Linked DNA regions of Macaca mulatta: region 2 is linked to region 1. A link is a contact called in public Hi-C data. All regions are on one chromosome and are shown on one strand. Each heading gives the region's core, a stretch centred on a gene start, on an enhancer-like site or on the middle of the called end of the contact. The rest is flanking DNA. Distances are from core to core; before and after follow the strand shown.

The links. Hi-C and Micro-C count contacts between places; a contact is called where the count stands out from the background.
Region 2: a Hi-C map of CD4 T cells shows a contact between it and region 1, with 3 times the contacts expected there. The contact joins two enhancer-like sites. A contact is called at or near these places in 3 of 14 Hi-C or Micro-C datasets (CD4 T cells, cortical neurons and liver).

The regions. Positions count from the first base shown.
Region 1 is chr10:106,410,574-106,417,000 of T2T-MMU8v2.0, reverse strand. It overlaps ZNF217 (zinc finger protein 217), which reads left to right. Exons shown (of 7, transcript XM_077952005.1): 3 at 349-2,060; 4 at 5,084-5,200. The coding sequence starts at 692. Among named protein-coding and RNA genes, the nearest start is that of ZNF217, 28 kb to the left of the region's middle. Within about 2 kb of position 3,675, at least 7 of the 40 cell types and tissues checked have an H3K27ac peak or open chromatin away from gene starts, as enhancers often do. A contact at or near this core is called in CD4 T cells, where this site is marked.
Region 2 is chr10:106,491,855-106,498,281 of T2T-MMU8v2.0, reverse strand. No RefSeq gene overlaps it. Among named protein-coding and RNA genes, the nearest start is that of ZNF217, 53 kb to the right of the region's middle. Within about 2 kb of position 3,936, at least 7 of the 40 cell types and tissues checked have an H3K27ac peak or open chromatin away from gene starts, as enhancers often do. A contact at or near this core is called in CD4 T cells, where this site is marked.

The sequences.
Region 1 (6,427 bases), core at 2,426-4,925:
GGAAGGCTGTTGATGGCATCCACATGTGCATCTTAGTGACATTTAAAATGTGTTCAGCTGAATTTAACCATTTCTGACCTAAAACTTGACATTTTAGATTTAAGTCAGTAAAGCACTAAACTGGATTTTAACTGGATGGAATTCTGATTTAATAAGTGTACTGACTGGATAAAATGCCAGTGATTTAATTAACAAGCCCGTTTAACAGGATGCTGTATATATTAGTTAAAAGTGAGGCAGTTGAATTAGGTATCTTCTCTGCTGCGTGGAAAAGACCGTCTGACTCACCCACACCAGCCTTCTCTCTGCTCTGAGTGTAGCTAACCGTTTCTGTTTTTTTTCCTCTAGGGTTTGGAAATCCCTTGTCTCCAGGTTGCTGGGATTGACTTCTTGCTCAATTGAAACACTCATTCAATGGAGACAAAGAGAACTCATGCTTTGTGCTGATTCATATTTGAATCAAAGCATTGGGGAGTCTGTATGCCTTGTTTGTGGAAAGAACCAGTGACACCACCACTGAGCTTCCTAAAAGTTCCGAAGAAGTTAGAGGACTAGACACTTTCTTTTGAACTTTTATAATAAATATTTGTTCTGGTTTTTGAAGCCCAGGGCTGTTAGAGGGGTGAGTGACAAGTCTTACAAGTGGCCTTATTCCAACTCCAGAAATTCCCCAAGGGAACTTTGAGATTATATGCAATCGAAAGTGACAGGAAACATGCCAACTCAATCCCTCTTGATGTACATGGATGGGCCAGAAGTGATTGGCAGCTCTCTTGGCAGTCAGATGGAGATGGAGGATGCCATGTCAATGAAAGGGACCGCTGTTGTTCCATTCCGAGCTACGCAAGAGAAAAATGTCATCCAAATAGAGGGGTATATGCCCTTGGATTGCATGTTCTGCAGCCAGACCTTCACACATTCGGAAGACCTTAATAAACACGTCTTAATGCAACACCGGCCTACCCTTTGTGAACCAGCAGTTCTGCGGGTTGAAGCAGAGTATCTTAGTCCGCTTGATAAAAGTCAAGTACGAACAGAACCTCCCAAGGAAAAGAATTGCAAGGAAAATGAAGAATTTAGCTGTGAGGTATGCGGGCAGACATTTAGAGTGGCTTTTGATGTTGAGATCCACATGAGGACACACAAAGATTCTTTCACTTACGGGTGTAACATGTGCGGAAGAAGATTCAAGGAGCCTTGGTTTCTTAAAAATCACATGCGGACACATAATGGCAAATCAGGGGCCAGGAGCAAACTGCAGCAAGGCTTGGATTGTCCCGCGACGATCAACGAGGTCGTCCAGGTGCACGCGGCTGAGAGCATCCCCTCTCCTTACAAAATCTGCATGGTTTGTGGCTTCCTATTTACAAATAAAGAAAATCTAATAGAGCACAGCAAGGTGCACACCAAAAAAACTGCTCCCGGTACCAGCAGCACGCAGACAGACTCTCCACAAGAAGGAATGCCGTCCTCCAGGGAAGACTTCCTGCGGTGGTTCAACTTGAGACCAAAATCTCACACTGACACGGGGAAGAAGCTTGTCAAATGCATACCTCAGCTCGATCCGTTCACCACCTTCCAGGCTTGGCAGCTGGCTACCAAAGGAAAAGTTGCCATTTGCCAAGAAGAAGTGAAGGAATCGGGACAAGAAGGGAGCACCGACAATGATGATTCGAGTTCCGAGAAGGAGCTTGGAGAAAATAAGGGCAGTTGTACAGGCCTCTCGCAAGAGAAAGAGAAGTGCAGACACTCCAACGGTGACGCGCCCTCCGTGGACGCGGATCCCAAGTTACCCACCAGCAGCAAGGAGAAGCCCACGCACTGCTCCGAGTGCGGCAAAGCTTTCAGAACCTACCACCAGCTGGTCTTGCACTCGAGGGTCCACAAGAAGGACCGGAGGGCTGGCGCGGAGTCGCCCACCATGTCTGTGGACGGGAGGCAGCCGGGGACATGCTCTCCTGACCTCGCCACCCCTCTGGATGAAAATGGAGCCGTGGATCGAGGGGAAGGTGGTTCTGAAGACGGATCTGAGGATGGGCTTCCCGAAGGAATCCATCTGGGTAAGCTGCCCTGTCTCCCTCCCGTGCTGTTCCGCCTGTGTCTGTCTGTCTGTCTGTCTCCCCCTCTCTTCCCATCTCTAGACAACGCTGGCCAGGAATGGAATTTGGAGAGCCAGAGTCAAATCCAGGCTCTTTTTGGTATCACTCTGTGTAAGCCATTTAACTTCTCGGGGCCTTAATTTTCTCATTTCTGTAATAACAGGGTTGAGTTAAAAGGTCTCCTTGTTCTGAAAATCTTGTGTGTTTTTTTTTTTAAACGTTGAACGTTTTGCTCACAAAACATGGTGTTTTTTTTTTTTTTTTTTTAAATAACTTGTGCATCCAGTCCAAATGCACTGCTTCTTAACTGGGATGATTTGCTCCCAGTCAGTATCTGGCAATGTCTGGAGGCATTTTGGTTGTTATACTGTGTGTGGGGGTGTGTGCATGCACGTGTGCTTGTGTGCCTACTGGCATCCAGTGGGCAGAGGCCAGGGACACTGCTCAGTATGGTACAATGCACAGGACAGCCCCATCATCAAAGAATTATCTGGTCCCAAGTATCAATAGTTTCATCATTGAGAGACCCTAGCCTTCACGTAAGGTTTTCTGGTGTTCCTGATCTTATCTGTAGTGAATTTCCAGTGGTCATAAGAGGTACTGGGAGTGATGATCAACTAGAGCCAGGAATATTACTTGGGCAGCCATTTGGTGCTGTCCGAAACCCTATCCATTCTGTCTGGCAAGCTGGTATCCATTAATAGGTACTTCAAGAACCCAAATGATTTGTCATAAAATACAAGGAATGTGGGCACACCAAGACATTTTTAAGAAAGCTCATTTGCTCAGCAAAATTTTCAGTGTACTAACAGCATTTATAGAAACAGAAGGCGATCACTGAAGGCATGCTCACATAATATTCCTGAACCTTGGTGGGCGTTATCTAGGGCAGAGGATTCCACCTGTGTTTGGAGTTGTGCCCATCCTCATTGTAGCCAGAGCTTCTCCTATCAGAGTTTAATATTTTGTTTGAATAGAGGATCCTGCTGCTTCAAACAGTTGGAAAAGACCCCTGATGGGCAGGCCATAATTGACAAGTGAATGATGAGAACATGAATTGGTCTTGGGGAAGCCTTTATTAAAGTGGTCCTCGGTTCAAACAAGTTCCTCCTCCTCTCAGTGTAACTTGGCTGTGTGTGTGAATTCTTTGGAGAACTGTGTATATGAGACCCACGGTGAATTTGCCCACACAGTTGATCAGACTCGTCCTTCACCTGCTCTTCAGGCAGTGCCAGTTCCTTTTTTGATCATGTGATTGACATGAGAACTGTAGTCTGTGTATCACATCTTTAGAATGTTTTTGAGTTTCCTGGGACACAGGAAACCTAGCACTTAGCATACTACAAATCTGATGTCTTACTGGCATCATAAAAAGAGGCTTTAAACACAGACTCCAGTTAGCGAAGTGGTTTCTGCTAGTGCCGGTACTGTTGAAGGGGCCTTGTGAGATGCCCCAGTGCCCTGAAAGAAATGAAAAGACCGGTTACTGGTGGGTGGTGTGGAAAACATGGGCTAGATCATCAGGCAGGACCGAATGCCTGGCTGTGGGTGGAAGCACCACAGCTTGGCACTGAGTTCTCGTTCTACCACTGCATTGTTTTGTGACTAATTATGAGTTGCTTAACCTTTCTTTGCCACTGTTTCCCTGTTTGCAAAATGGTTCATTGACCCTTGTCTTCCACCTCCCAAGGACAATTTGAACAGCCTATTTGTAAAAAGATCACAGTCCTTTAAAAAATATAACTGTAAAGTCAGAGGTGATGCTTGAAAGAGCAGGAATCAGGTAGATGTGGAAATGTCACGTCCTTTGTTCTAAAGAAAAGGCATTTCATAGCTTTTTGGATATGACGCAACATACCATAAATCCTGACACATAGTTGGGAGTCGGAAATTGCAAGAACACCCAGTTATAAACCCAGCTAGTTTGGGTATGCTTGTAAGAAAAAAAAGCTGGCCATTCTGTTTTTGGGGAATTGATTTTCCTAAACTTATATTATCTTAGTAGTCTAGATTTATCATATTGTACTATCAACCTGGCTTTTTTTAAGATTTAAGAAGATCAGGTAAATTTTTTTAAGTCTTTCTTTAGACTATAGATCAAGGGTGTGTCTGTCTTACAGGTGGATAGTCATATGATCTACAGTAAGGGGACATTTATTTAAAAGTTAAACATTCATGTGTGTTGGGGGTGGTATTTTAACGGCGGCACCTCTCAGTCTTTTGGAGGGCCGGTGTGTGTCTGAAGTTCTGTCCTCCTTCGAGTGGACTTCACTGATGCACGTGAGACACATTGTCCTATTGTCCTGCAGAGACTGAAGCCAAACACTGTGTCATTTAGGCACAGGTTTTCATTCGTCAGATCTGTTTCGCCCACATGAGTGTTTGTGGACAATACAGCCTGCTTTCCAAAACTTTGCTAAATTTTGACAAACTTTCCTAGGTGCTTGCCCGATGCCAAACTTTCTTTTCTGTTGAAGATTAAGTTGTGCTTGCTGCCCTCTAGTGGTCACTTGTTTAATCTTACCCTTAAACGGCTTATTTTTCCCATGGTGGTTGGTGGTTTGTAATTGGCTCATTTTTCTAAATGATTCTGAAGAAGATCATTTTTCCCCCCAGTATGTGTGTCCACCTTCAGTTTGCCAGATCCTGCCTGCTCACAGAGATACTGAGAACCGGAAGCTGTCCGGGCAGTTCGGTCTATTAAATGATCTTTTTTGTGATTAAGGCAAACAAAGAACTGAATCTTTAATAGTGTACTCTGCTGTACCCAGAAAAAAAAAAACAAAACCACGTTACAACACTCTGAAACTTCAGACAACCTCAAAACAGCATTTGGTGTGTGTCTAGCCTTTTCTAACCCGATATTATATTAAAGAATTTTTTCATGCTTTCCAAAAATGTTTGTCAAGAACATTTAAGTCAGCATGCCTTATTCCCGTACTTCAGCTACCTTTTTATATAAATGTTTCTGTTTTTCCTTTAAGATAAAAATGATGATGGAGGAAAAATAAAGCATCTTACATCTTCAAGAGAGTGTAGTTATTGTGGAAAGTTTTTCCGTTCAAATTATTACCTCAATATTCATCTCAGAACGCATACAGGTAAAGAACTTTTATATTTTTAACCATGCTTTAGTTAAAAATGATGTAGTTATCTCTCTGATTTTTTGGTGGTGGTGTTCAGATACTCTTCCAGATCCTTGGACTAGCTTAAGGATAAATATGTAGCGTGTTGATTACAGCGGTTATTACTATTTTTTTAGTGCCATTGTAATTTGAGCCTGATGCAATCAGTCAAGTTTTTTGTCTTTTGAGATGGAGTCTTGCTCTGTCACCTAGGCTGGAGTGCAGTGGTGCAATCTCGGCTCACTGCAGCCTCCGCCTCCCTGGTTCAAGCAATACTTCTGCCTCAGTCTCCCCAGTAGCTGGGATTACAGGCGCCTGGCACCACACCCAGCTAATTTCTGTATTTTTAGTAGAGATGGGGTTTCACCATGCTGGCCAGGCTGGTTTCGAACTCCTGACCTCAAGTGATCCACCCACTGGGATTACAGGCGTGAGCCACCGTGCCTGGACAAAGTTCATTTGTTTAGTTTATGACTGCTATATCCTGACTCTCATCTTATTAAAACTACAATATTTTAAAATGCTGCATCTTATGTCTTTATGATTGAGAATGAAATGAGAATCTATTTAGTAGTCTTGAGATTGTGAAAGGAGCTATGACATCATGGTGTAGGAGGCTGCGTAGATTTGAAATTTCATCTCTTCCACTTACTATCTGTGCACCCTTGGGCAAGTTATTTAACCTTTTTGTGCTTTTAGTTTTCTTCACTGTAAAAGTGGAATAATACCTATTTCCCTAGGGCTGTTAGGAAGATTAAATGAGTTAGAAGTGTTGCTGTTAATTTTTCTACTGAAGATAAGTATTCACAATTTCACATATTCATTACAGTAAGGGTGATAAAGAACTGATGAGAAATACTAGGTGAGGCCGGGCGCGGTGGCTCAAGCCTGTAATCCCAGCACTTTGGGAGGCCGAGACGGGTGGATCACGAGGTCAGGAGATCGAGACTATCCTGGCTAACACGGTGAAACCCCGTCTCTACTAAAAAATACAAAAAACTAGCCGGGCGAGGTGGCGGGCGCCTGTAGTCCCAGCTACTCGGGAGGCTGAGGCAGGAGAATGGCGTGAACCCAGGAGGCGGAGCTTGCAGTGAGCTGAGATCCGGCCACTGCACTCCAGCCTGGGCGACAGAGCGAGACTCCGTCTCAAAAAAAAAAAAAAAAAAAATACTAGGTGATAGCAGATAGAGAAAGCAAATGGAG
Region 2 (6,427 bases), core at 2,687-5,186, 81 kb before region 1:
GTACTTTGGGAGGCCAAGGCAGGCAAATCACTTGAGTTCAGTAGTTCCAGACCCGCCTGGCCAACATGGCCAGACAGGTTTTGTAGAAACCCTGTCTCTACAAAAATAGAAAATTGAACCGAGTGTGGTGGCGCACACCTGTAATCCCAGTTACTTCGGAGGCTGAGGCCAGAGAATCACTTGAACCTGGGAGCAGGAAGTTGCAGTGAGCCAAGATCGTGCCACTGTACTCCAGCCTGGGCAACAGAGCGAGACTCTGTCTCAAAAACAAAACAAAACAAAACAAAAGGATATATTGGGTCGGGAGCGGTGGTTCACGCCTGTAATCCCAGCACTTTGGGAGGCCGAGGTGGATGGATCATGAGGTCAGGAGATCGAGATCATCCTGGCTAACATGGTGAAACCCCATCTCTACCAAAAAAATACAAAAAATTACCCGGGCGTGGTGGCAGGTGCCTGTAGTCCTAGCTACTCAGGAGGCTGAGGCAGGAGAATGGCATGAACCCGGGAGGCAGAGCTTGCAGTGAGCAGAGATTGCGTTACTGCACTCCAGCCTGGGTGGCAGAGTGAGACTCTGTCTCAAAAAACAAAAATGAAGGCCGGGCGCAGTGGCTCAAGCCTGTAATCCCAGCACTTTGGGAGGCCGAGACGGGCGGATCACGAGGTCAGGAGATCGAGACCATCCTGGCTAACACGGTGAAACCCCGTCTCTACTAAAAAATACAAAAAACTAGCCGGGCGCGGTGGCGGGCGCCTGTAGTCCCAGCTACTTGGGAGGCTGAGGCAGGAGAATGGCGTGAACCCGGGAGGCAGAGCTTGCAGTGAGCTGAGATCCGGCCACTGCACTCCAGCCTGGGCGGCAGAGCGAGACTCCGTCTCAAAAAAAAAAAAAAAAATGAAAAAAAAGGATATATTGATATATTGTTTGGGGCACTGGAGAGGCATCAACTATTACATACATGAACTCTCCGGATGCCTAAGTCCTCACTTACAGCCAAGGCAACTGGAGAATTGTAGCAACCACATAACTGAGGTTTCTGGATTGGCAACTCACTCAAGATTGTCTTTTTTTTGAGATGGAGTCTCGCTCTGTCGCCCAGGCTGGAGTGCAGTGGCATGATCTGGGCTCATGGCAACCTCTGCCTCCCAGGTTCAAGCGATTCTCCTGCCTCAGCCTCCTGAGTAGCGGGGATTACAGGCACACACCACCATGCCCGGCTAATTTTTGTATTTCTAGTAGAGACAGGGTTTCATTATGATGTCCAAGCTGGTTTTAAACTCCTGACCTCAAGTGATCCACTAGCTTCAGGCTCCCAAGGTGCTGGGATTACAGGCGTGACCCACCGTGCCTGGCCTAAAGATTGTCTTTGACTTGAATTATTTGAATGACTGTTCTCAATTTACCCCTTCATTATGCCCGGAAATCAGAAAGAAGAAATGTGTAGATTGCTTCAAATAATCTCTGAGCTATTATTATGTCTCAGGCATTGTTCTAAATGCTTACGACAAAATCCTGCCCTCATGGAGCAGACATTTTAGGCTGAAGAGAGAGATACTGGCTGGGCGTAGTGGCTCACACTTGTAATTCCAGTACTTTGGGAGGCCAAGGTGGGAAGATCACTTAGACCCAAGAGTTCGAGACCAGCCTGGGCAACAAGGTGAAACCTCTGTTTCTACAAAAAATTTAACAATAAAAAAATGAATAATTTTTTAAAAAGAGACAGATAAGAAAAATACATATTGAGTGAGATTTTAAGTGCTGTCTAGAGGCATCTATATATCCCATCTATGATGTTTTACAGATGTTATTTACCTGGTGACTGCCAAATACTCCCAATATAATCTTAATTATCTTTTTTTAATAGCACACGGAGCTGGGTGCAGTGGCTCACGCCTGTAATCCCAGCATTTTGGGAGGCTGAGGCGGGAGGATCACCTGAGGTCGGGAGTTCGAGACCAGCCTGACCAACATGGAGAAACCCTTTCTCTACTAAAAACACAAAATTAGCCAGGCATAGTGGTGCATGCCTGTAATCCCAGGTACTTGGGATGCTGAGGCAGGAGAATTGCTGGAACCCAGGAGGTGGAGGTTACAGTGAACAGAGATCGCGCCATTGCACCCCAGCCTGGGCAACAAGAGTGAAACTCCATCTCAAAAAAAAAAAAAAAAAAAAAAAAACCGGAAAAAGAAATAGCACAGGGAATACTGACCACATTTCTGCCTTTGTTCAGTTCAGATTGATAAATATTTGTTGAGCTCCGACAAGCAGGGAGAGGGACAAGGTGAACCAGCCCTTTCCTGCCCCTAAGGAGCAGCACAGCCACCAAGTAAACACATAATTTCAATATACTGTGGTAGCCCCAGATAGAGGGAACTAAAAGTTGCTACAAAAACATGAATGCTATCTAAAAACTCCTGCATTTTCTCTTGAAGCATTTGAAGGAGTTCATCTGAAGAAGATGCCAAAAAGCCAAGAATCCAGCATCTACGTGATCTTAGGAGGGAGCAGCGACAGGTAGGGAGGAACCACCAGCTCTTGGATATTCCCAGATGCTAAAAGGTAAAGTGAATTCTTCCATAAGGATGTGTCTATCTAGCTAAGTCTGCAAAGCCTCCCCACAGTAAATCTGAAGTTGAGAATGCCAAAGTATTTGCTTTCATCTAACTCTTTGACAGACGAATAGAATACAAAAATAAAAACATCTGTCTTCGGCCGGGCGCGGTGGCTCAAGCCTGTAATCCCAGCACTTTGGGAGGCCGAGACGGGCGGATCACAAGGTCAGGAGATCGAGACCAGCCTGGCTAATACGGTGAAACCCCGTCTCTACTAAAAGATACAAAAAACTAGCCGGGTGAGGTGGCGGGCGCCTGTAGTCCCAGCTACTCGGGAGGCTGAGGCAGGAGAATGGCGTAGACCCGGGAGGCGGAGCTTGCAGTGAGCTGAGATGCGGCCACTGCACTCCAGCCTGGGCGACACAGCGAGACTCCATCTCAAAAAAAAAAAAAAAAAATCTCTCTTCTACCCTTGTTGTAATCTTTTTCCTCTTTTCAAAATCTTTTAAACAACATGCCTCTTTACTGTGGAATCTGTTCTATTGATTTGTTTTAATAAAAGATCTCTCTCCTAAAGAAAGGAAAGCCATCTTTGATCTGACTTAACAAAAAGATCTAATCAAACAATAAAATCTATGAAGGAAAAAAAGAAAAAGAGGCAAGCTTCTTTGAGCCACATCAAATATATGAAAGAGAAAATACTTCATTTAAATGCTAAAAACTAACACAAAACAGCTTGAAATGTAATAACCTCTGCTGAATAAGTGAAACCACATGTTGATCTGACATGAGTTTGTAAGACACAATTAAAGGTCACTTCGTGTACAAACATCTCATTCTGAAGTGAGAAGCTTGAATTGCTGTCAGTATTTTTGGCCACCACGGGGCAGGTGCTCCCACCTGGCACAAACCATGTGGATGACCCCAAAGGGAATGAAGGTGATACTCCACAAACTGGAAGCTTCATATCTAGCCGCACCAGGAAATGTTCAGCCCTGGATTTCAGCTGTTTCTGCCTTGATGTCCTAGCAAAGAGGACTAAATAAATGTGAGAATCCTTGCTGTTTTAGCAAGCCCATGGAAGTGGATTTACTTCAAAAACTAAAGCACGGCTTCCTTTCTGCTCTGTCCATCTTTATGACCCACCAGGGTCCTAGGAGAGCAGACGTTTGGGTGTTGCAGCCAGAGAGTCACATTTGGAAACGTCTTCCAGCAGCTGGGATGTTTCAATTCAAGACTCTTTAGGGGAACACAGGGTATTTGGAAAGTGACTTTAAAATGCCCTGGCCTCCAGGCCTATCTCCTCTTACCAAATCCCTTTAAGAAAGGATGTGCTGGGGAAAGACTTCAAAGTCTTTCAAAAGGGAAATCACATCTTGAAAGCTTTTCTCAGAATGAGAAAGAAACACATTATTTGATTTGAAAGAGAAGTAAATCTTAAAACAGCAATGAAGGAGGATCAAAGAATAGGTTCATGTGAACTTAAGAAGTGATCCTTTCCAGCGGAACGTGATTTTACTCTTTCCGATGCCCTCAACGCATTTGGAGGATTGTTAAGTTTACTCGAGAATCAAAATAAAGAAGCGAGCCAGCGTTCCAGAAAATCACGTGGTCTCCCCCGCCCCCCAATCTATTTTACAGCCCTCTCCCGCTTCGAACTCGCGCCAGGCTGTGCGCACCGACTTCGCGCGCGCGGCAGGGACGCTGCGGCCACTCGCGTGGCTGTTGTTGCTGCTGCTGCGTGGAGGTAAGCCGGGCCTTGCACACCCGGGGCAATTCCGTGGTTGGAGAAGGACGAAAATGGCTGAGAAAAGGACCGAAGAAAGCCTTTAGGGTGGGCCCCCATTTCTTCCTGCCCCGCCCACACCCTGCCACACTCTCCAGCCGTCCCCTCCCCCCGCCTTGCTCTTTGGACCTGACCGGTGAAAAACTCAAGTAATACCTAAATAGGTTCTTCTTGCAAAAAAGTAAAATCTCAAAGCAAAACAAAACAAAAATTTGTTAGGGGAGAAATCATCTGTGAGATGCCCTTTCCATTCTAGCTCCCTCTTGCCTTTCTGTTTCCCTAAATTTTATTCTCTATCGATAGACACAAAGATGTGGATATTACCTATAGACATATATTTAAAATTGTATTTATTTCTTAAAGACACTTTCATAATCTAATATAGAAAGGAATTCATAAACTTAAGAGCGGGCCGGGCGCGGTGGCTCAAGCCTGTAATCCCAGCACTTTGGGAGGCCGAGACGGGCGGATCACGAGGTCAGGAGATCGAGACCATCCTGGTTAACACGGTGAAACCCCGTCTCTACTAAAACATACAAAAAAAAAAAAAAAAAACCTAGCCGGGCGAGGTGGCGGGCGCCTGTAGTCCCAGCTACTCGGGAGGCTGAGGCAGGAGAATGGCGGGAACCCGGGAGGCGGAGCTTGCAGTGAGCTGAGATCCGGCCATTGCACTCCAGCCTGGGCGACAGAGCGAGACTCCGAATCAAAACAAAAACAAAAACAAAATAAATAAACTTAAGAGCGGAAGTTGTCACATACATAAAAAACAACCAGGCCGGGCGCGGTGGCTCAAGCCTGTAATCCCAGCACTTTGGGAGGCCGAGACAGGCGGATCACGAGGTCAGGAGATCGAGACCATCCTGGCTAACACGGTGAAACCCCATCTCTACTAAAAAGTACAAAAAATTAGCCGGGCGAGGGGGCGGGCGCCTGTAGTCCCAACTACTCGGGAGGCTGAGGCAGGAGAATGGCGTAAATCCCGGAGGCGGAGCTTGCAGTGAGCTGAGATCCGGCCACTGCACTCCAGCCTGGGCGACAGAGCGAGACTCCGTCTCAAAAAAAGTAAAAATTAAAAAAACCCATACTTTTTGATCAACAAAATCACTGATTCGGCTGGGCGCGGTGGCTCAGGCCTGTAATCCCAGCACTTTGGGAGGCCGAGGCAGGCGGATCACGAGGTCAGGAGATCGAGACCATCCTGGCTAACAAGGTGAAACAAACCCCGTCTCAACTAAAAATACAAAAAATTAGCCAGGCGTGGTGGCGGGCCCCTGTAGTCCCAGCTACTCGGGAGGCTGAGGCAGGAGAATGGTGTGAACCCGGGAGGCGGAGCTTGCAGTGAGCCGAGATCGTGCCACTGCACTCCAGCCTTGGCTACAAAGCGAGACACTGTCTCAAAAAAAAAAAAAAAAAAAAAAAAAATCACTGATTCTTTTGCAAAGTCCAATAAAATTAAGTTTAAGTCCGTTGGTAAGAATGAGTAAGAAAAACAAGAGGGAATATACTTATAAACAACATCAAGAATAAAAGTAGATACATAATTACACATACAGAGCTGGGTGAGGTGGCTCACACCTGTAATCTCAGGACTTTGGGAGGCCAAGGTGGACGGATCACCTAAGGTCAGGAGTTCCAGAAAAACCTAGCCAACATGGCAAAACCCCGTCTCTACTAAAAATACTAAAATTAGCCGGGTGTGGGGGTGCATGCTTGTAAGTTTACACCCAGTTACTCGGGAGGCTGAGGCATGAGAATTCCTTGAGCCCGGGAAGCAGAGGTTACAGTGAGCCGAGATGACATCACTGCACTCCAGTCAGGGAGACAGAGCAAGACTGTGTCTCAAATAATAATAATAATAGTAATTACACATACAGAGCAGCCTTTTGAAGGTTTTTTTTTTTTTTTTTTTTTTTTTTGAGGCGGAGTCTTCACTCTGTCGCCCAGGCTGGAGTGCAGTGGCACCATCTCGGCTCACTGCAAGCTCCGCCTCCCGGGTTCGCGCCATTCTCCTGCCTCAGCCTCCCGAGTAGCTGGACTACAGGCGCCCGCCACCGCGCCCGGCTAATTTTTTGTATTTTAGTAGAGAC